Regions from separate parts of the Mus musculus genome. Here all the other regions are linked to region 6. The links are chromatin contacts, called in public promoter capture Hi-C maps. All regions are on one chromosome and are shown on one strand. The core of a region is the stretch at or near the end of the contact, and the rest is flanking DNA. Distances in the headings are between cores, read along the strand shown. Region 1 holds the start of Trappc10 (trafficking protein particle complex 10). Region 2 holds the start of Pcbp3 (poly(rC) binding protein 3). Region 3 holds the start of Syde1 (synapse defective 1, Rho GTPase, homolog 1 (C. elegans)). Region 4 holds the start of Pdxk (pyridoxal (pyridoxine, vitamin B6) kinase). Region 5 holds the start of Cstb (cystatin B). Region 6 holds the start of Sumo3 (small ubiquitin-like modifier 3). Region 7 holds the start of Gatd3a (glutamine amidotransferase like class 1 domain containing 3A).

What was found. Promoter capture Hi-C pulls out the DNA fragments that hold promoters and counts their contacts. Capture Hi-C pulls out chosen DNA fragments and counts their contacts.
Region 1: a promoter capture Hi-C map of liver shows a contact between it and region 6, with 6 times the contacts expected there. The contact joins the promoter of Trappc10 here to the promoter of Sumo3 in region 6. A contact is called at or near these places in 2 of 39 promoter capture datasets (liver and pre-B cells), 1 of 115 datasets of contacts at active chromatin or transcription factors (memory CD8 T cells) and 2 of 9 other capture datasets (adipose tissue and liver).
Region 2: a promoter capture Hi-C map of pre-B cells shows a contact between it and region 6, with 2.7 times the contacts expected there. The contact joins the promoter of Pcbp3 here to the promoter of Sumo3 in region 6. A contact is called at or near these places in 2 of 39 promoter capture datasets (liver and pre-B cells), 1 of 484 Hi-C or Micro-C datasets (embryonic stem cells) and 1 of 115 datasets of contacts at active chromatin or transcription factors (epiblast stem cells).
Region 3: a contact with region 6 is called in a promoter capture Hi-C map of pre-B cells, with 4 times the contacts expected there. The contact joins the promoter of Syde1 here to the promoter of Sumo3 in region 6. A contact is called at or near these places in 2 of 39 promoter capture datasets (the C10 cell line and pre-B cells).
Region 4: a promoter capture Hi-C map of liver shows a contact between it and region 6, with 4 times the contacts expected there. The contact joins the promoter of Pdxk here to the promoter of Sumo3 in region 6. A contact is called at or near these places in 2 of 39 promoter capture datasets (the C10 cell line and pre-B cells), 1 of 484 Hi-C or Micro-C datasets (CD4 T cells), 2 of 115 datasets of contacts at active chromatin or transcription factors (memory CD8 T cells and regulatory T cells) and 2 of 9 other capture datasets (adipose tissue and liver).
Region 5: a contact with region 6 is called in a promoter capture Hi-C map of adipose tissue, with 4 times the contacts expected there. The contact joins the promoter of Cstb here to the promoter of Sumo3 in region 6. A contact is called at or near these places in 4 of 39 promoter capture datasets (cranial neural crest, hippocampal neurons, maxillary cranial neural crest and 1 more), 1 of 484 Hi-C or Micro-C datasets (CD4 T cells), 4 of 115 datasets of contacts at active chromatin or transcription factors (bone marrow-derived dendritic cells, bone marrow-derived macrophages, memory CD8 T cells and 1 more) and 2 of 9 other capture datasets (adipose tissue and liver).
Region 7: a promoter capture Hi-C map of hippocampal neurons shows a contact between it and region 6, with 3 times the contacts expected there. The contact joins the promoter of Gatd3a here to the promoter of Sumo3 in region 6. A contact is called at or near these places in 12 of 39 promoter capture datasets (3T3-L1-derived adipocytes, the C10 cell line, the HPC-7 cell line and 7 more), 3 of 484 Hi-C or Micro-C datasets (CD4 T cells, LSK cells and granulocytes), 2 of 115 datasets of contacts at active chromatin or transcription factors (bone marrow-derived macrophages and pancreatic cancer cells) and 2 of 9 other capture datasets (adipose tissue and liver).

What each region holds. Positions count from the first base shown.
Region 1 is chr10:78,242,959-78,246,426 of GRCm38.p6, forward strand. Trappc10 (trafficking protein particle complex 10) reads right to left here and starts at 1,687. Exons shown (of 23, transcript NM_001081055.2): 1 at 1,478-1,687. The coding sequence starts at 1,544.
Region 2 is chr10:76,959,571-76,963,299 of GRCm38.p6, forward strand. Pcbp3 (poly(rC) binding protein 3) reads right to left here and starts at 2,377. Exons shown (of 16, transcript NM_021568.2): 1 at 2,178-2,377. It overlaps Gm35664 (a long non-coding RNA gene), which reads left to right and starts at 2,571. Exons shown (of 2, transcript XR_380584.1): 1 at 2,571-2,605; 2 at 2,806-3,032.
Region 3 is chr10:78,590,632-78,594,363 of GRCm38.p6, forward strand. It overlaps Syde1 (synapse defective 1, Rho GTPase, homolog 1 (C. elegans)), which reads right to left and starts at 1,333. Exons shown (of 8, transcript NM_027875.1): 1 at 1,171-1,333. The coding sequence starts at 1,258. Gm30346 (a long non-coding RNA gene) reads left to right here and starts at 1,410. Exons shown (of 3, transcript XR_380602.2): 1 at 1,410-1,849; 2 at 3,607-3,732.
Region 4 is chr10:78,463,345-78,466,730 of GRCm38.p6, forward strand. It overlaps Pdxk (pyridoxal (pyridoxine, vitamin B6) kinase), which reads right to left and starts at 1,604. Exons shown (of 11, transcript NM_172134.2): 1 at 1,417-1,604. The coding sequence starts at 1,503.
Region 5 is chr10:78,423,620-78,426,930 of GRCm38.p6, forward strand. It overlaps Cstb (cystatin B), which reads left to right and starts at 2,051. Exons shown (of 3, transcript NM_007793.3): 1 at 2,051-2,238; 2 at 3,308-3,311. The coding sequence starts at 2,173.
Region 6 is chr10:77,604,556-77,607,996 of GRCm38.p6, forward strand. It overlaps Sumo3 (small ubiquitin-like modifier 3), which reads left to right and starts at 1,542. Exons shown (of 4, transcript NM_019929.4): 1 at 1,542-1,786. The coding sequence starts at 1,766.
Region 7 is chr10:78,168,470-78,171,783 of GRCm38.p6, forward strand. It overlaps Gatd3a (glutamine amidotransferase like class 1 domain containing 3A), which reads right to left and starts at 1,286. Exons shown (of 7, transcript NM_138601.3): 1 at 1,126-1,286; 2 at 904-956; 3 at 340-453. The coding sequence starts at 1,260. It overlaps Pwp2 (PWP2 periodic tryptophan protein homolog (yeast)), which reads right to left. Exons shown (of 21, transcript NM_029546.2): 21 at 2,441-3,314.

The sequences.
Region 1 (3,468 bases), core at 437-2,936, 640 kb after region 6:
AGCCATGGGAATCCCCCACCAACACCCAAACTCCAACAGGCCTACAGGAAGGCACCCTGCAGCTGTCCTGCACACAGGAAGGTAAGACATTAAATAGCACACATTTCCAAGTACTAGCTACCAGAGTAATTAACCCTTTCTCCTTAGCCACAGCCGATGCCGCTGAGCTTGCAACTTTACCTTCAGCAGGATGCTGATAAAATGTCTATGGCAATGAAGATGCCAATGTTCAAAGCTAAGGGTCGGGAGATGCAGTCAAGTAAGTGGGTGTCCCTGTGGGTTCTAAGTACTCATCCAGAATTCCTACTGTGCACAGTACTGGGGGAAAGTTCTCAGGACCTGGAACACATTGAATCCAACCATGAACAGGGTGCAACTTCCCTGAGGGGATCAAGGAGCACCCGGGCAGGGCGGGGCAGCCTCCAGACCAGCTCTGCCACATCGGTCCACCTGCCTGCAGGTGAGGTTTGGCAAGCCTCTCAGTTGCCAAGCATTCTGGGAAGAAAAAAAAAAAAAAACAAAACACACACAACTAACTGCTGAACTATGCAAGTCTCCCAACTTTATGGGAGACACATCCATATCCCTGAGAAAGTTAATCTAGCAATAAAGAGATGTAAGTCTTTAAATATGAAATGTCTATGCGGTTACAGGAAGGAACTGGGAGGAGCCCATGTATCCAAGGGCCCAAAGGAGAAAACAGAGCAGGGTGTGCTGGAGACCTTGGGAACCCTGGGGCCTAGCACCAGGTTTTGCAAATATGCTTCCTGTTTAGAAAAAAGTAAATTCATAAGGTCAAGCACATACTGAACTGCCAACAGCCACGTATCACACCTGTCCTTTGAGAGACAGCACCGCAAAGCTGTCAAAATGTTAACCAACCCGTCCACACTTCCCATGAGTCCATAGTTTGCAAAACTACTCCGTTCTGAAATTATGCTTTAAAATGAGGGTTTTCTTTTTCTGTAGCAGAGAAACCAATCTTTGTGTGTGAGTGTGTGTGTGTGTGTGTGTGTGTGTGTGTGTGCATTCAGTGGGAGAAGGAACAAGTGCGGAAGGGGATGTCCGAGCGGGAACTCGCTGGTGGAGCAGCTCTGGAAAGTGCCTATAAGCACAGGATGATTGGACCAGACAGAGCTGGGTTCCTTCCTAAGCCTGGCCGGCCACCTGCCACTCCGGCTTGACAGTCACTAGAGGAAGAGCACCTGCGCTCTGCGGAGAGCTGGGCCTGCCCACCGGACTGCGGTCAGCGCGCAGGAGAGCCGACCCACGGGGAAGGCCGGCCCGATCCCTAGCAGCACTGACAGTACAGAACGAGCTGCTCCGGAGACCGCCCAGGTCAGGACCCAAAGCTTGGCGTCGGCTGCACAGCGGGTCGGAGGTCACCCGCGGAAAGGTCGGAGGTCGGCTGTGTCCGCGTAGATGGGAGCTGCCAAGCCCGGCCGCGCCCCCCGCCCGCCCGCCCCGCCGCACTTACAGGTGACGATGGGCTTGTTCTCCATGGTGTAGACCACCGGTGGCTGTGGCTCCTCAGGGGCGTCCATGGGCGTCCGGCGTCACCGGCCCGGCCCCCCGCCCGCCATGGGCACCCGAGGCAGCGCGGGGCCCGCTGAGCCCGCGCCTCCTCGCCGCCGGCCCCCGGCAGCTCCTAGCCGGCCGCCCGCCGCCGCCGGCCGCGTCCACTTCCGGCCCCGGCGCCGCCGCGTGACCACTTCCGGGGCGCGCGACTTAAAGGGGCGGGCCTCGCCGCCGAATGCCCTCCTACGAAAAAGGCCGCGTGCCGGGCCGCCCGGCGGTGCAGGGCGGGGCCGCTGTAGCTGTCAATAGCGGGAGCCGCCTCTGCCTCGGTTCTCAGGCAGCTGCAGAGGACAGAGGGCGGCGCACGTGCCTGAGCTCCTTGACCCCACCTTCTCAATGCCCAAGCTTGGTGACCCTTGCTTGGTCTCATCAGACCTGTCTAAACTGGATTCTCCTCGGCTTCGCACCTGCAGATGCTCCCTTACCCTCATCCTCGCTTCTACCCTGTGTGCCCCCACGTCACGTCTGGCGGAATTCCCGTTATCTCCGAGGGAGCTTCCTCCTTTCCGGCTTCTGCAGGATGCCTTGGGTCGGTTTTTACATCTGGGCGAGCTCAACTGTGCAGTGCCAAGCTGAGTCTCTGCTTGCCTGTTAACACGGACTTGCCAAGTGTGCTGACTCAAAGCGAGGCAAGATCGAAAGTGTTCCACCCACCCCGTACAACTCCATGTGCACCCGCTGGCACGCCAGCTTCCCACTGTCCTTTCTGGTTTTGTGAGGTTTTTGTTTGATTGGTTGATTAGGTGGTTTTACTCGTATGAACCACCACATAGGTCGTTTCCACCTGCGTCAGCCTTCAGCACTCTTTCCCTTGGCTCCCAGAATGCTCCCTATGTCCCACCTTCATCAGTACTGGTCACCTATAGCTGGTACTGCTTTGAAGCCGCTAGGTATTGTGAATGTCGCAAAATCAAATATTGCTTTGAACTGAACTCGGCGCAAGTAAAGCAGGTCTATGGGAGCTTTTGCAAATGGGATTCAGTGTGCAAATGGAATGTCTGAGCATGACTTGACTGTTGGGGAGCATGTTGGTTTGGGCTTTCAGGCAACTGATTAGGGCAGTTGAAGCAGGTGGAGACTGCCAGGCACAGGGGTTCTCAACCTGTGGGTCCCGAGCCTTTTGGCAAACCTCTAGCTCCAAAAAAAATATTTACATTATGACCCATAACAGTAGCAAAATTACAGTTTATGAAGTAGTAACAAACTATTTTTATTTATGTAATAATTTTATTTTTACTTCTTTAATATATTTATTTTGTTTATTTAATATTTTTCTCTAATATTTTTATTTTTATTTATTTAATTTTTAGTTTATTTATTTAATTTTTATTCATTATTTAATATTTTATTTTTATTTACTTAATATTTATTTTTTATTTAGGAGGGTCACAGCATTAGAAAGGTTCAGAACCACTGGCCTAGAGAGAGCACAGCAAAGCAAGAATAGGGGTCCAAAGCCTCCGTGGACGTGCCAAAGGTTTTTCACCCCATCCAGCTAAGCGTTTGTGAGATGTCAGCACAAAGAACGAAGCTCTCACCTCAAATGGAATAAGAGATGGTGTGCTTCGGAGCCAAATTTGAGTGCCCGCCACCCAGGGGACAAGGATTTTGAGGAATCCTCTGAGGCCTCCTGAGTGGGTAACCCCAGGTTTCGTGATCCCACATGGAAGCACTTGAAGCTTTATAGTTGCAGAACATAAAAAGTCATAAATCAAGACAATTTAAAATACATTGGTGAGTACGTCAGAGAGGCTGTTATAGCTAGAAGGTGGACTCTCTCCTGTTGGCCTCAAATACCATTCTTAGCTTTGGAGGTGGGAAAGCTAGTTGTGATGGTTTCTATACACTTGGGCCAGGAACAAGGGGTGGCACTATTAGCACATGTGACCT
Region 2 (3,729 bases), core at 1,127-3,626, 640 kb before region 6:
TATATAAATTCCAAAGTGTGTGCACTGAACAAGCATCGTGTTAATATTGGTACCTACACACAAGCAAGAGAGGCTTTGGAGAGAAGGGAAGGCCTCAGCTGAACTTGTAGCTAGAAGATGGAGCTTGCTGAAGGACCTCAAGTCTCAAGACCACACGTGGAGATCCTCCAGCCTTTCTTAAGTTCCAGCCATCTCCAGAGAATACTGATGTACACACACCCCTCTCTGGAGCAAAATGGTCGTATCAGATGTTAGATAATGAACTGTCTTTGTTGTGGGGACTGGGGGTCTGTTCTCCGCAGAGACACAGCCTGCAGTTTTTCTGGAACTGAAATCACAATTAAGTCCAAAGAAGAGAAATGGGCCACAAGTTTGCATCAGAACGGGAACTAAATTTCAGGAAGGCTGTATTAGAGAAATGGGCTCAGAGGGAGAGTATGGATGCTAGCTCTGCAGTCTGGCCTCCAAGGGTCTTTCTCCAAAGCCCTGCCACCCAGAATGCCTTTTGGTGAGGCACTAAAAACCCTTCTCGCCGGTCGTGGTAGAGGCAGAGGCAGGCGATTTCTGAGTTCGAGGCCAGCCTGATCTACAAAATGAGTTCCAGGACAGCCAGGGTTATACAGAGAAACCCTGTCTTGAAAAACCAAAAAAAAAAAAAAAAAACCCTTCTCAACCTACAGTGCCATCGGTTCGCATACAAAGCTAATGAGATTTAAAAGTCCGTAGTGCTGCAAAGAAAAGTAAAAAGGAAATAGCCAATCCTGGGGCCCACCTTCCATTAACTTAAAATTCTCCTATACTAACAACATAGTGCAGAATAAGAAGCCAGACAACTTCACACTTCTACTAAACAAAACACTTTGGGGACAATAAGAAACAGTTCTGGAACACACCTCTTTCCCAAAACAGAAAATACGGCCATCAGAGAGAGAGAGAGAGAGAGAGAGAGAGAGAGAGAGAGAGAGAGAGAGAGAGAGAGAGAGATTGAGAACCGGCGCCTGTCTAGTCTACCTGTTCAGGCTCTAATGAATGGTGCGGGGAAAACCTGAGGAGAACTGAGAGGAAAGAAGAAAACAGAAGACCACGGTGGAGGGGAGAGGAGAAAAGGCCGCACCCTGCCCTCGCCCCACATCCATCCTCTGGGCTTCCTTTTTTTTTCCTCCCCAGCTCGTCTCAATCACAAGACATCCGTCTAAGCCTTGCAAGTCCCAGTGAGATCACAGCTATTGTGTGTTGACCCGAAAGCCTGCAGCGTAATGTGCCCACTAACAACTTCTGAATTTAGGGAGGGAGTAAAGAGGCCTGGGTTTTCCTGAGTGGCTCTACCCCGACCCCCGACGTAGGCCAGGGCCAGTTACCGTCAGACTTTCACAAGGACCCTAGGCCGTGCCTGAATCCAAGAACAGGCAAGACCATGCAGAGCTGGAGAGTGAGCCCCTCACTGGAAACTTCTGTCTAGGACCCTGTTCTGGCCCCAGCTCCAAGCCCAAGGGGCTATCAAGAACTACTCTATTCCGGGAGCCCGACCCTCGGCCCCACACTTCCCCACCCACCCACCCACCTCTTTCTCCCTCTCTCTAAGTAATTCCTGCCTCAGCCTAGGACCCCGGTCACAGCCTGGGAAGCTGCTTCCCTTGACCCTTTGCTCAGCCTGATACACATGCCTCTGGGATTCCCATCTTCAGTCCTCCGACCATCGCTTTGGCCTGGGATACCCCCACCCTGCTTTAAGCCTGGGACTCTGCACTAAGCCCTGGAACCTCAGCCTTGAGCCCTCAGAGCTCGGTACTCAGTCCTAGATCCCCGCCCTCAGCCTAGGACCTTGGTCTTGGCCTGGGACCCCTACCTTCAGCCCGGGACCCCCGCCCTCAACCTGGTACCCCCTATTCTCTCCCAGGACCTCCGCCCTCAGCCTGGGACCCTCACCTCAGCCTGGAATCCTCGCCTCAGCTTGGGACCCTCGCCTCAGCCTAGGATCCCGGCCCTAGTACTGAGATCGCCAACCTCAACCCTTCCCCCAGGATCCCCAACACCCCAGCTCGAATGAAGTTTTCTGACTGCGAACTGTCCGGTCCTCTGGCCTTTGGAGGGGTCTCGGCCGGCCTGGGACGCGGCATGCGAGCTACCTCCGCGCTGGACCCCCCCACACACACTTCAACCCGCCGCCACTCACTCACCTGCCCCGCCGCGGACAGGGAGGCCGCGGACCAGGTAGAGCCTATGCTGCCGGTCGGGTGGGGCAGAGGAGGCGTACACGGCGCGACGCGAAGCCCGATGCGACCCAGCGGCGGCCGCGGCGTCTCCTAGCTCAGGCGACGGTAAGCAGCGCCTCGAGCTCTGGCCGAAGCACTGCGCGCGGCGAGGACCCGCCCCCTCCGTGCAACCAGCCACTCCTGCGCAGCCCGCCGCCTCTGGCCCCGCCCCCGCTCAAGGGCAGGGCCTGAGAAAGCGGGCGCCGGGAGCCAATGGAGCTGCGAAACGGTGACCATCACAGCCAATCAGGGCACGGAAAGCTCTCCGGCTAGAAGCCGTTTAGCGTCGAAGGGCGGTTAGGGTTGGGCGGGGCCCCACTCTGGGGCTGGGAGGAGGCGGGGCTTCTGGAAAGGTTAGTCAACTGGCGGGGGCGGGGACAGTACGGGGCGGGGCCAGGGCCGGGCCTGGGGCGGGGCCTCCAGAAGGCTAGAGGGAAGGGAGTGGATGCTTGGTTGTGAGATGGCTGCGGGGCCTGCATCCTCTGCAAGTGTTTGGCACACGCAGCTAGCGGGAGACTGCAGACACCCAGTCTCGCACGCGCTGATATTCTAGGGAGGTCAGTTGGACCCACAGCCTTCGCGACTATGTGGGCCTGATCCGTTGACCGCAGCCCTTCGCGGGTGCCCCTCTCTGCTTGGAAGCCTTTGAAAGCCAACACAGCCCAGACTGTAGAACTTGTGTTTAGGTTCTGGGCCTGCACACCTGTCCACAAGCGATTCAAAGCCGATGGAAGAACTGGCTGTGGTAGTGGCTGTGGGAAAACATGTCATGTTGTTGTTGTTGTTGTTGTTATCTTTTGTGCACCTTTCCTCAGAGGTGTCCTGCTCTATTTTGTGTCAATTAACTATCGTTTTCATCGGACTAAACTTCCTTCATCTGATTGCTCTCTATTAGCTTAGGCTTATTCCTTTCTGCACACCACGAAGGTAAAGGAACCAGGCCAACTTGTAATTCCAGTACTGATAGAAGCTGCGAGTCCTGGGAACTCTGCCTTCCATCAGTACCTAGATACCCAGGAGCCCAGGGTCATCCTTCCTGGCTTCCTGAAGCAACCTGAACCAGCCAGAGAAGGCCTCTTTGGACTTGGAAATCAAGCTTTGCCCTTCATAGGTGGAGAGAGTGATCCACATGTTTACCTCCAGACTTTCGAGAAGCATCTCTGGGAAACAGAGTTGCTTCTTTGTTGTCATATGAACAGACGGGTGAGCAGAGAAGTGGGTTGAGGGTGACATTCTAGCTGAGATGACAAAACTCATCCCGCCCTGAGCCTCAAACCCACCAATGACTCACTTCGGTGCCAATAACGATATATCATACATGCAAAGGGGTGTATACATAGCTCTGTCCCCTCATCCCTCCACCTGTTACAATCACGATCTCTATGGTAGAGTCAGGAAGACTCCGTAGGTCTGAAACCTCACCATAGTAACCAAGTAGCTCTTGGGAATGCCCAGAGTCCTGTGAGTATGATGTCCT
Region 3 (3,732 bases), core at 83-2,582, 990 kb after region 6:
TTCCTGATGCTCCATGTCTTGTTTATGAGGAGATTCAGTATTATCATATTCTCTTCTCGACCCCCTTCCAGCTTGGAGCTCAGTGTGAGAAGCAACTTTAGACAATAGGATCTGTAGCCCTGCTCAAGGCCCTAGTAGCTGCTGCTGGGAAGGCAGGGCAGGGAACGCTGGTTTCTTTTTCATTCAGCACCCTTTTCCCATTTCCCAAATCCTGCCCACAAGTTCTCTTGGATCTTGCCCCTCAGCCCAAGCCAGATTTCTACAGTCAGTGCCCCGTTACCCCGCCCCCCTTATCTTGGCTCTACTTTCTCTGACATCATGGTCGATTTCCTGTGTGTGTTTATGTGTGGGCACCCGGATCCCTTCTCTGGCCCTGGGACCCTTGGGATGCCCTGGGAACGGCCCGGGAGGAAGAGTCAGGTCCTTGGTATAGTGGCCTCCCTCCTTTAACTGCTTCCTTCCGAAGCCCCCTACCCATACAGCTTTCGTTCCTTTCCATTTCATTCTTGCTGTCTGTGGACCCCCAGATTTAAGGATCTTCTATTTCCACCCTTTGGCCCTCTGTTTCAGGTCTCTGTCATCAGTAGCATAGTCCAGAGGATTGTTTAAAGTCAGTTCACAGGCCCGGGACAAATCACCCAACAACCACGTGCCTCAGTTTCTCTGTCTTAATAAACAGGACGGTTTCTTGGGGCTGGCCACAGTAGGTGCGGCTGCAGCCTCTGGAGCGATGGTGGCATGGAATTGGGGAAAAGACTGCAATAATAAATATAACCCCGCACGACCTCTCTTTAGTACAGGAGTGTGTACCCAGGAGAGGTGCCCACCACCCAGCCATGTCGATGCCACACAGCTGTCCTCACCTCCCGCCCCTGCCCCGCCACTCTCTGGGCGCCCCTTCGAGGCCCCATTTCCTGTCAGGGGTGAGGCCCCCCTGCGGGGCCTTGCAAGGATCCCTGGGGCTGGCATCTCAGGCCAGCTGCACATAACGGTCCGTGCCCCCCGCCCCAGCCCCCCAGCCTTACAAAGATCCGGTGCATATTCCTCTCTTGCATCAGGGCTCGCTCCCGGCTTACCCACTAGGTCCCGCTGCGTACCCTACCGGGGACCTGGGGATCTGAGGCTGAGTGGGGCTCCCTTCTCTTACTTTCCGAGAGTCCCCGCACTCACCGCGGTCCTTGGCTTCTGACTTTTTTCGAGGAAGTTTCTCACGACCCCGCAGGCGGGAGAAGGTCTTCCTGAGCAGCGGCTCGGCCATGCTTGGGCCGCGGCCGGCCGAGTGCGCGCCCCGGGGCTGCGGCCGCCCGCCCCGCCCGCCTACCCCCCCCCCCCCACCGGCCCGCTCCAGCAGGAAGCGCATTCCGGGAATGCTTGGCCTTAACTTTTTTTTTTTTTTTTTCTTTTCCTTTCCCGCGGCCCGAGCAGGCGATGCTGGGAGATGTAGTCGCCTGGGGCCGGGAGGGGACATGATGGGGTGCTGGGCTGATCTAACTCTTCAACTATGAATGTCATGGCATAGGCTGGGCCCCCCATAACCATCCTCCTTGTGTGATGGCATGCAGCACATTCTGTCGGCTCCCCCAAACCGCATCCAAGGCACACATCAGCTCATGTCTTTCCTCCTGTCCGTCCATCCATCCCCACATCACCCAGTACCTCGACCACGATCTTTCCTTGGGAACCCCAAATGCCCCCAACTCAAGTTACTATTGCTGCTTATTGACCCTCAAGCTTAGTGGTTTCAGACAGCCGGGATGCTCACTGTCAGGAACATGGACGCGATATAGACGATGCAGTCTGCTGATCTCTACTCAGTCGAGAACACAGCAAGGATAGGTGTATCTCGAAAGTAAGTGGTGAAATCGGAGGTTGTATTATTATTTTTTATTTAGTACTGAAATACCGGAGGCTGGACAACTTTCTAAAGTAGACTGAGTTCATGTTGATGTCCTAGCAGCACTCCTTAAGACAGGAAGAGAAAAAAAAATCTTAGGTTTGGGCTGATTCTTACAACTTAAGTTTACTTTTTATTATGAATATGTGTGTGCTTCTGTGTGTATGGCACATGGATCGGGGTGTGTGTGTGGGTGCCCAGAAACGGCTGGGAAACAAGCACTTTTAACTGCTAATTTGGTCTCACAGAACCGTCTTCTGAAGGCCAACTCCCGCCGATAGGCTCCTTTCACCATGACTAGCCTATTAACAGGGCCACATAGAGGACTAAACTTTCAACACATGAACTGTGGCACAACTAAAGTTCAGGTCTCTTAACTGGTGCCAGACACAGGCTGGACCTCCACTGGGATAGTGGACTAAGCACCTATGTGGACACCTCTGTGTCCTTGGCTTCCTCCCAGTTCAGTAGTTTTGTGGTAATTGGTGGGTATGCAGGCGTCTAAAAGTTAAGAGTGCAGATGAGTAGAAGGAAGACCTGCCCAGCTTTGCTTATCCAGGCACATGTGGGAGGAGAAACTGTGGTGCTGCAATAGTTTGAAAAGATCTAGTACATTCTAAGAGACTGGAACTTTTGCTAGACCTTACAGCCAGAGATAATACCACACCTGGAAGTCACCCACGACTGCTAGCCTCCTATGTACTCATTGAGTAAGAGAACAATGTAGCAATCAACTCTACTTGTTTTGGATTTCCCATGCAATCAACTTCTTACAACCTATAATGTAATGCATACCTGGACTCTTAGATTAGGTACTCTTCCCGGCCCCTCACTCAGATAATGCACACGAAAGCAACACTTGCAGAAGCAGAAGCAACTTTCTACCAAAAAAACGTCGAAAGTATCCATTTACAGAAATTAGTTGATAAACAGTGATGCTTGTTATCTGTGTCAATTAGAGACAGATGGAGCTAGCAATTTAATCCCTTGTAAAACTCTGTTAAAGACTTCTGTAAAGTATCCCATTATGTGCTGTTCAATCCATATAGAGTAAAACACTTCCCCCCCCCTCTCTCTCCCCCCCCCCACACACATACAGAGCTCATACCAAACAGGTGGACAGACAGGAACAGATACAGATGCAGGCATACATTTAGACTCATGCAACAGATAGAGGACAGAAACAAAGGAAGTATGAAGTAAAGAATTCAAATCTGTATTCTTGGTTAAATGACTCCAAGAAGAGCATTTGTTTTTAATGTAACGTGGATGCATCATTGGTAACTCAGAGTTAATCACTGATTAACCCAGGCAGGATATAGTGTTGTGTCCTCCTTAAGAAATAAAACCTGCTTCACACTTGCGTTCGATGCTACATTCAGTGCCCAGGGTGGACTTGGAACTAAGATCACATTCCTGAACAAAGTCTTTTCACCACCGTTCACCCCACCCACCCGGAAGGTGTAGATCATCACCACAACCTGCATGAATTCTTGGGTCCCATTGAAGTGTTGGCAGAGACTTTTCCTCATTTCCAGTGAAGTTCTTGTCCCACACACCACTAAGAGTACAGGTGGGAGGAGGTACTTTATTGTCCATTTGGGATTACCAACTTCAATGAGGTTAAACTTTAAGCACTCGGGATTTGAATGAAACAGGGTTGAACTCTCAGTAGCACCAATGAAGAGCAGCCTTTTTTTTTTTTTTTTGAGATAATCTGGAGTCATGGATCTCAGGTCTTGAGGCTGGAAGCAGCTGCAGGAAAGAATTCCCTTCTGCCGCCTATGAGTGAGCCGTCTTGACGTCTTGACAGCTGAGTCAGGAACAAATCTCCCTGC
Region 4 (3,386 bases), core at 354-2,853, 860 kb after region 6:
TAGCCCTGGCTGTCCTGGAACTCACTCTGTAGACCAGGTTGGCCTTGAACTCAGAAATCCGCCTGTCTTTGACTCCCAAGTGCTGGGATTAAAGGCATGTGCCACCACACCCGGCTCCTTAGTACAGTCTTACTTCAATGACCTTGTTACCCCAATCCTGGCCCCTTAAGCTAGAGAGCAAAGGTAAAGAGCATGAAGCACCAGACCAGTGCATTCTGGATAGAACAAGAATGCCTACACTAGACCGTGTGGGTGAAGCACTGTTTATCAACCAACAGGCGCTCAAACACTCAGCAACTGCCCTTGCCTACAGACTTTGATCTCCTATGCTGTATAATAACAATCAATTGCTCTATTTGTCTGGCAAGCAAGCCTGATTCAGGACAGTCCTCTATTGTCCTTAAATGCAGTTCCAGCCACCTGTTTTCCTTCCAAGTCCTTCTTTCAGGTCCATGGTAGCCAGAGGCTACACCCTAACATCTCCCAGGAATCAGTTTAATGGCTAGACATGAGCGGAAGGGGAACGGGGACCTGCCACCCTGCTCAGTGACCAGCCAAAAAAGATACATTGCAAGAGGCCACCACCTGGTTGCCCAGGCCAGCCCAATCTTCCTGCTGGACCGGCCAGGCAAGGAAGCTCCAGTCAGCTGATATTGCCTATGACCCCTATTCTAATGCCCATGACAACCTGGTTCCCTCCAAGGGCAACCAGTCACAAGCAGGAAGCACCACCTGCCAGAAATGATCAGAGATAGCCTCATTCATCACACATCTCACAGGAGATAGGATCTGGGAAGAAAAGGCTACAGCCCTTCTAACAGGTTGCTTCCAAAGCCAAACTCAGCAAACTATGCTGTCTTTTAGGAATAAAAGCAAGCACGCGGGAGGTGCAGAGTTCCAGCCCCATCTCTGCGGGTGACAGACCACCCTAAGAGTGTTCAGACCCAAGCGTGGGCCCAGCTTCCTCCTTGGTCCAAGTTCATAGAATGGGTAGAAGCAGAACGTGGATGTCTGCAGAGAGCGAGCAATCACTAGCCAATGTGTCTACCAAGAGGCTCTCCGCGCTCCCAAAGGAAAGGATTCTCCCAGCTCAGCATTTTAACGCTTCGGGAAGCCCCTGCCCACTGTTGGTCAGGCAGACGGAAGCAACAGGGACCCTCAGGCGCTACCGTGTGCGCCACAGCCGGGCAGGGGGCTTCGTGCCACCTGCACCACCCCGCTGTAAGCTCCCCAGGGTAGTCCACGCCCCCGGCCTGCCTGCGCCAGGATCTGCCCTCAGCGCGCCCAGCGCTCAATAGGGACCCAAAAGGATGGCCACAGGGGGCCAAGGTCATTAGTCGGAAAAGGCCACGCAGCGAACCCGTAGACCCGCAAGTGAGCAGCCCGGCCCGGTTACATAAGCAGTGGAGCGCATACCTGCAGAGGGAACATGGCCGCTCTGTTACCCACGTAGCCACGGACAACATGGCTCTGGATGGAGAGCACCCGGCATTCGCCCTCCATGCCGGGAAAGCTGTAGTGGCGCGTGGTCCAGGTGGTGTCACAGGCTGGGGTTGCTCAGGCCGCTCGCTCGGATTCTGCTCCGAGCGCTTTAAGCACGCGCAGTCGCTAGGCTTGGACGCGCTCCCCGCCTCCTCTGACCTCAACAGGCCGGCTGCTAACCCGCGAGTCCCGCGCGGCGAGGGGCGGGCTGAAGGCGGTGCCTCACGCAGGCCCCGCCCCTCCGGGCAACGGGACCTGTGGAATCCAGCACATGAGCTCCTTCCTCTGTGCTCCATCACGTGGCCTCACATCCCTTTTTGCAGATCTGTCTGTGCGTCAGGGGGTTCGCCTGTATCACACTCCACAGCACGGTACTTTCAGTACACACTGTTCCACCTCCTTGGCCCGCGGCGCTGATCACTCCATGGGTGGCATACTCCGGAGCTGCTGTCCAAAGAGTTTCCACTGAGCTCCAGAGCCTGAAGACCCTCAGAGATCAGGAGATCCTTTCCAGCCACGCGGCCTGCGTGGAATCCCAGACCCAGTAGGGCTCACAGGCATCTGATCTCAGGCTACCCTGAGTCAGGAGTCACGTGCCCCTTCTCAATATAATAAGAGATCTTCTCTAGGCTCAAGTCTGCTTAGAGCCACTCATGGGGACAGATTTGAAGGGGCTGCACTGGTCTTCCCCTCTTCACTACCCACCAAGTCCTCTCAGTCCTAGGGAAAGCGCACCTCTCTTCCTGTCCCATCTCCAGACCTACACTTGGCACTCCTGTGGTCACGGACACACCAGGGTCACAGATCAGTGGCACAGGCCAGTATGTCAAGTTTGCTTTATCTTGGTGAGAGAGAGTACTGGGGACCAGATCTGCTCTGAAGAGAAAGGAACATTCCCATTGCTTGGGGAACAGATCAGAAAAAGGAAGTGGTTTTGAGGCTCCGTTGGTGGGGTGCATACCAAGGCCCCAGCACCAGAAAAGCTGTAAAGAAGAACCAAGTTGTTAGGAAGGCTTGACTGGAATCAACTAAATGGAAGTACATTGGAGGAATAATTAATTGCTTGCTGATAGTAACGTTTGCTGGATACTATGTATGTGCTAAACATTTCTTGTAACTGAATCTTGCTAGCCTGGAGCAATGGTGTACATTTATAATCCCGGCATTTCTGTGTTTGTGTATGTGTATAGAAGACCTCTGGTGTTATACTTAGGGAGGGGCAATTCACTTTGAGCTTTTCTTTAGCTTTTTTGAGACAAGGTCTCATGATGTCTCTCTCCCTGATCCAGCTCACTATCTAAGCCAAGCTGGCTTTGAACTCAGAGACCCACCTAACTTGAGTGCCAGGATTAAAGGTGTATGCCACCACACCTGGAACTGCCTTGGATTTATTTTATGTATTCATTTACTTAGATACCCTACTAGGACCCGGAAGTTCTCTCTTAGTTTGTCTAGGCTTCCTGGTTATGAAGCCCCTGGGATCTACCTGTTTCTATTCCTCATTGCTGAGGTTACAAATGCTGTTCTAACCAGGCAGTGGTGGCTCACACCTTTAATCCCAGCACTTGGGAGGCAGAGGCAGGCAGATTTCTGAGTTCGAGAATAGCCTGGTCTACAGAATGAGTTTCAGGACGACTAGGGCTATACAGACAAAACCTGTCTCAAAAAATAAAAACCCAATAAATAAATAAATTCTGTTCTTTTGTTTGTTTGTTTAGGCAAGGACTCACTATGTAGTCCTGGCTGGACTCGAACTTGCTATGTACTCTGAGTTGGTCTCAGAATCAGATCTACCACTCTTCACCCCCTGAGTACTGAGATTAAAGGGGTGTGCCACCGTGCCCGGGCAAAAAGTTTTAAATTTACATTTGTATTTAATTCAAGTGCGAGTGGTGCACACACAC
Region 5 (3,311 bases), core at 801-3,300, 820 kb after region 6:
GCTTCACGTGATGGCCTCTATAGGCCTCCACCCATGACAATACCTGGCCTCAGCAGCTTCCCTTGACCTCAGAGGGAGATTCCATAACCCCTGTCTTCTATCCTTGCCTCTAAAGCCAGAACCATGTGACCGAAGCTGCCAAGTTCTGCTGCTTGCTGAGGCTGGGAACTGACCCCCTGCTTTCCTTCACTGCCTGAGCTTGGTTGTCCTGAAACTTGATCTGAAGACAAAACTGGCTTCACACAACTGCTGGGATTAAAGGCATGCACCGCCACACCTGGCTCTAAACTTTCTTTTAATTCCTTTTCACAGGCTGAAAGCTTAGCTGGGCAGACTCTTGCCCTGAAGTCACCATTCCCTTTATGTAAACATTTGGCTTTTCTGTTACCTGTTTAACTCCTTAAAAAACAGGATTTAGCTCCTTTCCACTTCCTGGTGCCCCCTTTTCTGTACATTTTGTATTTTTTACTTCCTCAGCTTGCTCCTTTTCATTATAGATCTTCATAAGAGTGACCACTAACAACCACACAAGAGAGTCGATACTGGGCCATTTTGAAATTTCCTCTGCCAGCTCAACTAATCCCAAAGACTTAAATTTAGCCTCACGAAGACTTTTTAGACAAGAGCAAAAAAGCAACCACGTTCTTAGCCAAAGCTCGAGAACAGTCTGTAGGCCACATACAAATAGTTTTGTCCTCTGAAACCTCTTGAACCAGACCCCCAAAGCTCACATCACCTTCATCACCACTGTCTTCCATATTCCTACTACTATGGCCCTATGAACTATTAAGTGATCAATTGCTTTTCTAACCCAAAATCCACATTCCTCCAAACAAAAGCATGGCCAGGCCTAATCCCAGCAATACTCCAGTGTCTGGTACTAACTTCTGTTTTAGTTTGGGTTGACTGCCACCACCACAAGTCTCCATGTATGTCTGGGCACCACTTGCATCCCTAGTGCCCATTGAGGCCAGGGGGTGGAGAAATAGGATCCCATGGAACTGGAGTTGTGAGCTAGTATGTGGGAGCTGAGAATTGAACTCAGGTCCTCTGGAAGAGCAGCCAGTTTTCTTAACTGCTGAGCCATCTCTCCAGCCCCTCACTTGGCTCTTTGACTGGGTTCCAAATATCAAATTCAGGCTGTCGCACTTCCGTGGCAAGCCCCTTACCATGAGCTACCTCTGCACCCCCAAATTATTTTTTTTAAGCCAAGGTCTCACTGCATAGTCAGGTTAGCTTAGCCTCTCAAGTGCCAGGATTGCAGGTGTATACCATCATGTCCTGCTATCCAACTGTGACAGTTTTGCAAACGGAAACTCGGGTTTGAAGGTCACTCAAGTAAGAGCACTGACAGAGGGCATATCCGGGGTCCTCATGGTTCCCAGCCTGTGTTGGGTGTGTGAGAATAGAGTCTCACCCAGAATAGACCACCTACCCAGCTCTGTGGGGCTGGGGCTGGGATCCCCAAGCCCCGCCTACCGCCTGACAAGGCCATGTCATTCAAAAAGAATGGAATTCCCAGATAAGCTCTTATTTCATGGGGTTATCCGGACCCAAAAACTAAGTCCACGTTGGGGAGGGGAGGAAAGGATGGGGCCAGGGGTCAAGGAACAGGGATCTGAGACTTCTAGGTCCTCAATCATCTATTTCTGTATCCACTCTATGGAAGGAGGGATAGGGACCCATCAAGACCCCCACTTAATAGTCACAGGACAAGGGGAAATTGAGATGTCCAGGGCTGTACTTCGTGTCCACCTACTCCATGGAAAGACTAGGACCCCTTCTCACATCTCTGCATCCTGTGAGGACCCGGAAGCCCCTAAGCCGGGTCAGAGATACTCCTACAATCACTTCACGACCATTGAGGGGCAATCAGGACTCCCAGCCTCCAAACCCTTCTTAGCGTCCGTTCAGGGAAAGGACGTGAAGCACCCACCATGCCTCACCCTCCGCCCACGCCCAGCCTGGGTCTCCTGACTCTGCCTGGAACGGAGGGTGGTGACAGTAAAGAGAGCGAGCGAGAGGGTGCGGCGCCCCGCCCCGTCGCTCTGTCACGTGCTACGGGTCCGGGGGGGCGGAGCCAAGCCAGGTTTTTCTAGGGTCCAGGCACCCAGGTCTCCTAGTTGGATCTGTCTTCAGCTTCTCCGTGCTACCCCGACTACTGCTGCCAAGATGATGTGTGGCGCGCCATCTGCCACAATGCCAGCCACGGCCGAGACGCAGGAGGTCGCCGACCAGGTGAGGCTGGGCCCAGGTCAGGCCAGTCTGAGCCAGGCCTGCGGAGACCCGGCGGCCTCAGGGACCGGCCTGCCCAGACTGGTCAGGTCCTGCAGCGGGTTTCCGGGGCGGCCACAAGTGTGACTGGGAGCTGGGGGCTCTGGATCTGGTTGGAAGATTCAGGGCCGGGAACTGGGGCGAGTCTTCTGCCGCTTGCATACAAGAGGGCCACTCACCTATTAGGGAACTAGCCCCGGGATCGGTGGAGGGATCCGGTGGTCCCAGAGAATTCAGGAAGGCAGCTGTTAGAACCTAGACGGCACCTTTTTGACTTACACCCAGGCCTAAACAAGAGAAAGCCAGACTGGGCTACTGTGCTTGTCTCCTCAAAAGAAAGAGCTAGGACTGTTTAGCTCAGTGGCAGGAATTCAACTGATACCACCACCACCATCACCAACACCGCCCCTCAGGGAAAAAAAAAAGGATCAAAACCAGAAGTTGTAGAACTTGCTTGTGCCTAGTCTGAAACGAGGGGGTGGACCTTGGGCCTGGGCTGCCCTTCCTGTGACTGTTAGCAGAGCAGAGATTCAGTACAAGGTAGGGGGAGGTTCAGGGTATTAGCAAGAGAAGAAAAGTTAAACAAATCCTCTCTTCAGCTCTCCTGCCACGCCCCAAGCCCAGGACCCTGTCCACTAAGCCTAGCTGATCTTGGGAGGTGTTTGCTCTGACTGAAGTGGCCAAGAAGGAGTGAGTCAGCTCCATGAGACCCTAGAAATGAGGAAATGTTACAGACACACTGGCCAGGCAAGGGAACCTTGGCCACGTGCCACATCAGCACTCAGGAGGCAGAGACAGGCGAGTCTCTCTGAATTTGAAGCCAGCCCAGTTTGCTTAGTTCCATGCCAGCCATAGCTACATAGTGAGACCCTGTCCCCCCCCCCCCCAAAAAAAAGGAGCTGTGTTGTTCTTTATCAGTGGGGCCAACAGTTTACCATGTCCCCCGGAATGAGGAGTATTGAAGGCTGGCAGTGTGTGTGTGTGGGGGCACCTGTGCATGAATCTAAGTCCTTCCTTCTCACCCACCATCCAGGTGA
Region 6 (3,441 bases), core at 292-2,791:
CCGATCACTTGGTAACAGATGCCCTCAGCCACAGACCCTCAGGTTTGATTCTTGTATCCTATAAACTGTTAATACAACACTTTATAATGCTTGGCATCTTAGAGCTGGTGGTACACTGTGGTCTGAACACTGCCTGCCCCGAGTCACTCACAGCTAATAGTGGAGGGAAGGTGTGCTCTGATCTCCAACAACTGCTTCAGTCAGCCTGGTTTCTGGAGTCCTGTCTCCCAGTTACACAGTCTGAGCTGGACATTCCAGAGATATGTTCAGCTAAGGATGACCATGATCTGTATTTGAGGAAAATCCATACCTTGGTCTGGTCTGGGTGTGGGATGAGTTCCAAATGCGTCCTTGTGGAAGACCTTGACAAACTTCTCGAAGAAAGGTCATGTGTACAGGGGAAAGGCTAAAAAAGGTTGGCTTCACAGACACTTGGCTTAGTAGCTTTGCAGTATTACCAGGAAGTGGGGATACTTGTCTGCTGGCCCTTCCTTGGAACAGAAACATACTTCTGTCAAACAGAGCGCCACTTCTCTGGAGGCTGCTGTGTGGTCCTGGAACACGGCCAATCAACACCTTCCTGAGACGACTGTGGGTGACTGTGTCAGCCCTGACTGGCCTGATTTGCAGGTGTTAGCAGACAGACACAGAGGGCCTGTGGGCTGCATTCTAAAAACTCACGCCAAGATACAAGGAAAGGACACTCTTGACCCCTTAGCCAGGGCTCCCGATGGATCTTCCAGCTCAAGCTTCCCTTGTTTTGCTTATCTAGTTGACTCCTTGGGCATGTTATTAAACTTCTAGGCATCTTGGTGTGCTGTGTAAAATGGGTTATTAGTGTCCACAATAGCATTCCAGAAACAGCAAATGGTAGGTCAGAAGGGAAGCTTTCTGTGCCTGTCACTCTCACCCACCCAAGCCACCTAGTGGTTACTTTGGGACTACGTAAGGAGGGAGAAAGGCAGCTAGATAGTGAGAATGAAGGGGAAGAGCTTGTCCTTCTGGAGAGCCATCTTGGGAATGGCCCTTGTGGAGGCTGGTCCACCCCATCCAGGAAATCAAATGAAAAAAGATGAAATGGGAGCATGTGCTGGCTTTCTGGGCCAACAGAAGCCATCCTCTGTGTCCTCAAAGGATGCCTTTTCTAGACATGAGCCCTCCTGTGACATTCAAATTAAAGGCCAGAGGCCTGTTCCAGGAGTGTGTGGTCCATAAACCATGCCTGGTAACCTCCTTATTCGTCTTCCGGACCACCTGAAAGGGTTAGCCTGAGTTTCTTTGCCCTCTCTTACCCAAATGCAGCCTGCATATAAGAAAAAGTCCCCAAATGTGGGTGGTGAAGAGGCTACTGGTTGGGCCAAAACGTTCCTCTGGGTCCTGACCTAGCACACAGCGCCCCCACTCCTCCCGTGCCTCCCTGCGTGGACGCGCAGTCTTGCACCCACATCCGGGGTCTCTGGGCCTAGGACCTTGAGTCGCGCGTCCCCGGGGCTCTGCGCGCACCCGGGCGCCTGACCCGCCCCGTGACGCATTCGCAACCGTCCTGAATCGCGGCTGGCCAGCGCGCACCCGCGGCGCGGGGCGCGCGCCTCGTGCACGCGCCCGACCACGTGACTCCGCGCGACCAACCAGCGCGCCGGGATTTAGGGATAAAGCGCGGCCCCGCGACAGTTGCGGCGGGAGAGCGGCGGGGCAGAGAGCGTGACTCGCCCGCTCCAGTGCCACCGGTTCCCGCTGCGCTTGCCGCCGCCGTCGCTGCGCAACCATGTCGGAAGAGAAGCCCAAGGTAAGCCCGGTACGCAAGCCGCAGCAGATTCCGCGGAACGCAGGCCGGGCCGCGCGCAAAAAGGGCCCGCGGGGCCGCGCCCGAGCCTCAGCGCCCCTCCCCCACCGACCCGCGCCCCTCCCCCACCAGCATTGCACTCCGCCCCGGGCAGCGCGCTAGCCCCACCCCCGGCTGTGCCTCCCGCCACACCAAGGCTCCGCCTCCGGGGTAGCCCCGCCCCGGGTGTAGCCCCGCCCACGGCTCGAGAACCCGGAACTTGGGTGCTGGTTCTTGGTTCGCAAGGGCCTCACTCCCTGACGCGGCCATCCTTTCGCGTGCCGTGCGCACAGTTGCACGCGTGGTGCTGCGCGTGAGGCTCAGCGGGCGCTCGTGAGAGCTGCACCGGAGTAAGAGCAAGGCTGGCCGCTCCGGGCTTCCAATGTTCGCCCGGCCGCATGCCCTTCCACTCCATCGCCGTGGTCTCGGCAGTTGGTGCGTGGGAAGGCCAGGGTTGCCCATTTCAAATTGAACAGTTTTCCCACACTCACCTGCCCTGCTGGGGGCAGTTTTATCCAACGGGAGATAAACGTTGGAGCCTGGCATTCTGTGCTCTTGACTGGCCTGGAGATGACCACTGTGTTGGCTCAGGTGAGAGACCCCAGGAGCAGGGCAAGCATCTGGACTAATGCCATGGTACCATGCTCAGCAGCCGAGCCCAGAAATATCTTGCCTGCGAGGTCCTTACCTTTAATTTCAGCTCAGCCTTGGGTCCTGCCTGCACCATCCCGGATATTGAATGAGCACCTGTTCGCCCTGTGCCAAGAGTAGACAACTTACTTTATTATATTTTGTAGCTGGTAACTACAACAAGAGTTGTAACCTTTTGGTGCGGTTAGGCAGGAAGTGAATGCCTGGTGTGTACTGGAGTGGCCATGCCTTCTGCCTCGGGTTAGTGGAGACAGAGGGTTATATGTTATATTTTGGTGACGCAGCCCAGGGGCTGTTGTCCACTAGGCAGATGCTCTACCAGTGAGTTACTTACTCTCTCCACACCCCCACAGCGGCCCCCCCCCCTTTTTTTTTAGACAAGGTTCCTTTGTGGTCCAAGCTGTCCTGGAGTTTAAGACCAGGCTGACTTCAAACTCAAAAGAGATCTTCCTGTTTCTGTCTCCTGAATGTTTCCCTGTGTAGCTCATGCTGGCCTCCACCTATACCCAGGAGCTCCCGGGTGTCAGGTGTTGGCAGTCAGTGTGCTGAGTAAGCCCTCCTTCTTCTGTATTTACTTGCTAATTAGAGAACTCCAGGCCAGAGCCCAGCCAGGCATCCTTCCGTTGGAGGGAAGCAAGCCTGAGGCCTTTCACCTCTGTCTCTGTTTTTGAACACACACATCCTTTCGGGAACCGGGTTAGAAGTCAGCATCTTGGGACCTGGAGTGATTCATGCTTCTCACTAGCGGACTTTACTTTTTCTCATATTGGATGCCACCCTTTGGAGAAGGGGGCAAGCTCTGTGGACAGTGCTGCTGTGTCACTGGTGTCCTGGGAGTGAGTGGGCAGGGGAAGGGGAAGGGATGATGCCTCAAGGTGTGCCTTCAGGTTCTTGATGGAGCCTCTCTCCTGCCGAACCATTTCTCAGACTAGAAGGAGCCATGCTCCTACCTAAAGCTGTTAGGACCC
Region 7 (3,314 bases), core at 36-2,535, 560 kb after region 6:
TGTTCCAGGACAGTCTCTCTACATAGAGAAACTTTGGGAAAACAAAACAAAACAAACAACCCCTCCCTGCCAAAAACAAAGCAACAAGATAAAGGGAACACAGTACCACACAGGGACTAGCCAGAGCAGAGCATGACCACCTCACACCCAAAGGCTACTGCTACCCCTGTAACGGTCACGGGGAGGTCAGAAACATTTGGCCCATGGCCATGTATTTCCAGAACAGCCGGATGACAGTTGCTTTGAGGGACAGACACTTGATCACATAATCAGGAAGGCTACAGTACAGGAGCTGCTCATGGGAACAGGGCTCTTGTAAGGTCCTTTCCCTACCCATACCTGCTTTCCCTCTCAGAAGGCTCCCCCTTGGTGTGGTCAATCACGTGCATCTGAGGGACATCGGGAGCAAAGATCTGGACCTCAGCCCCGCCTCGGCTCAGGTGCACCAGGATCCTATATGAAGAAAATCCACAAAGACATCACTTCCAAATGTGTCCTCCGGCCTCACAGCATGACGATTTTACAGATGGACTGGCACCAAGTGCTGGGGAATTCCTAGTTTATAGGACACCTAGTTGCTTTTACGAAGGCACGGCTCCTGCCGCTTACAGACTTCTGCAAGGTAAGGGTAGAACCAGAATAAGTAGGCAAGGCATCCTTTTACTGACTGATGAGCAGCGAGGGTTGTTGACTCCGCAGGTGTTGCATTTTGGGTATGTTCAAGACCCCAGCTTGCTGCCAGGCATTCTGCCTTCACCCAGGGTCCGGGTGGCATCTTTTGTGTCTTGGCTGTGCTAACTTTGGCTTTGGACTTATCACGATGTGAACCCACTGCGCTTGGTCACCCTCTGGCCATTTCTGCCTTTTAAACCAAGAGAGTGTTTACAAACTCTGAGGACTTACGCTGAGGCCTCATGGATCTCGGTTCCGTCATAGACTCCACAGCCCGACAGCACCTGCAGGAAGAGAGGCACTGACGAGGGCGAGGGCCCAACACGCAATTACCGAGGGAGGGGAGGCTGAACCCCACCAAGAGCCGACCTTGGGCGGACAGCTGGTCGACCCCAGGCTGCGGGGACCTAGCAAGGGAAGGCACTCGGCCTGGGAGTCTGGCTCTGCACTCACCAACGCCACCCTGGCCCCGGGCCGCGGTGCGGAGCTGTGAAGGGCTGCGCGCTGGGAGGGAGCCCGGTGGTATCTGGAGAGCGGTAGGAGCGCAGAAGCCAGCCTTGGCGCCACCAAAACCCTGACGGCAGCCATCACGAAGGGCAGCCAGCCACAGTGGTGTCAGGAGAACGTGCGCCGTGGGGCGGGGTCGCGCCTGGCCAATGGAGGAGCGCGTAACAACCCCTTTCTGGAGAGGGCCAGTGGGTGGGGCCGCGCCTGCGCAGTGACCGACGGCGTACGGGAAACCCAGCACCTTTTTCCCTGGAGGACTAGCGGGAGGGAGGGGCCACAGATCTCAGGACACGCCCCCCCTCACCTAAGAGACCGGTTGGCTGGACTTCTCCAGCTCAATGACCGACCGAGCTGGGACACGCCTCTTCTCGGTTTTGAGAGGGCAAGCAAGCAAGTATGCCAGGTTAGGACCTTCCTGCGATCGACCTTGTTGAGCGGCCCGGTCTGCCTAGTTAATGTTTGAAGGGCGCTCATCTTGGTGTAGGCCACCTTGACTACCTATTGCAATTCCAGTCTATGCAATGACTAAAAACTGATTTTAAATAACGGGGTCAGAGCAAGCCCCGCGCCCTCACGGTGCAATCGTAAATTGCTCCTGCCATTGTGTTCTGGGTACCTCTGCAGCTTCCTCACAGGCCACAGTTCTGCCAGTCACGATTCAGTGAAGAGCTGAGCTGAGCATCGTACCTTCCATTTCCTATTTTGAATCAATGTGATTGCTATAGTTGCATACAGTCCGGTGTCCATCGGGGTAATGACCAGATAACTCCCAGAGTTTCACTGCCTCTCCCTAGCCACAGTGAAGGCTGTCAAAGGTGACCTGGCTTCTCTCAACTCCTAGGGATAATTAGCTGCTGGGTGTTCCCATCTTAAGATGGGAACCCTTTCACATTTAGGAGACATTTAGGCCTGGGATGCACAGTATATGCAGAAGCCAGGGAGCATACAGAAGTGGGTTTGGTGGCCCAACACCATTACAGCGAGTCAGGGATTATTCAGTTTCAGGGGACAGTAGTTGGGGGGAGGGGTGGAGCAGTGTCAGGCAATTTGCATCTGGCTGTCCACAGGGGTGGAGTGGGCATGGTTACCACGGAGCAGACTTGTAAAATACTCCAAACTGAGCCCAGTTTCTGGTATGAGAATTAAACTGGATGAGATGTATGAGATGTATGGTGATGGCTGAAGCATGGTTCAGCACTACTTGCCTGCCCTTCCCTGGGCCCTCAGTTCCACATTCATACCACACACAGACAAAACCAGTAAAGCTTCATAAAACTGTATTTGTACTGCAGATGGGGATCCCAAGATGGCACCAAAACAAGCGGGTCCTTGTCTGGGCGGCCAGGGGCCTGGCTGTCCCTGGGCACATAAGAAGCAGTTTCCTTTTCTACCCCAAGCTACACAGAGAAATGCTCTGCAGAACAGGAAACCTGGCGACACCAGGCTAAGCTCTGGCTTCTCCCCATAACGGTGTTCAAGCCTGAGCGGGTTCCAGGTGACCAAGACAGTATAGTATCAGTGTATCCTGAGTATGACAAGGGTGCGACAGCTAATGGCTCTCAGTGCACCAGGTGCCACACAGATCCATTCCTGTGGCCTGGACAGAGGCCAGTGAATAGTTATCAGCATGAGTTGGCACCTGTGGGTCTCTTCACTGGCGAGTGACATGCTGGGCCTGGTCAACCCCATGAACAGGAAGTATCGGTAAAGCACCACTCAGGCATGTCCCTTCTCCCACATAACCTGTACATACTGGCAAAGATCAGTCCAAGCTTCCCTGGCCAGCCTTGGGCTGTCACAGCCACCCGCTGGGGTCAGCCCAGCACACACCATTTCTTCACTACTTACAGATATCAGGGCCACAGGCCCGAGCAGTCACCGATCTCCCTGCTTACTTGAAGACAATGTCTCACCCAGGACACATTAGAAACACCGGAAACTCAAAGTTGAGAAGCAAAGTCCTCACATTTACAAAAAAGCTCTTCCCAACCCGAAATTCATCCTTAGAGCATCGTATTAAAAATATAAATAACTCTGACAGAAAGTTTGCAAGTCCACACTTCTAAACCTTCCCTAGGAAGTCTGTGCAGGGCCATCCACAACGCAAGCATTCTGGGCCCAAAGCATAAGTGTGC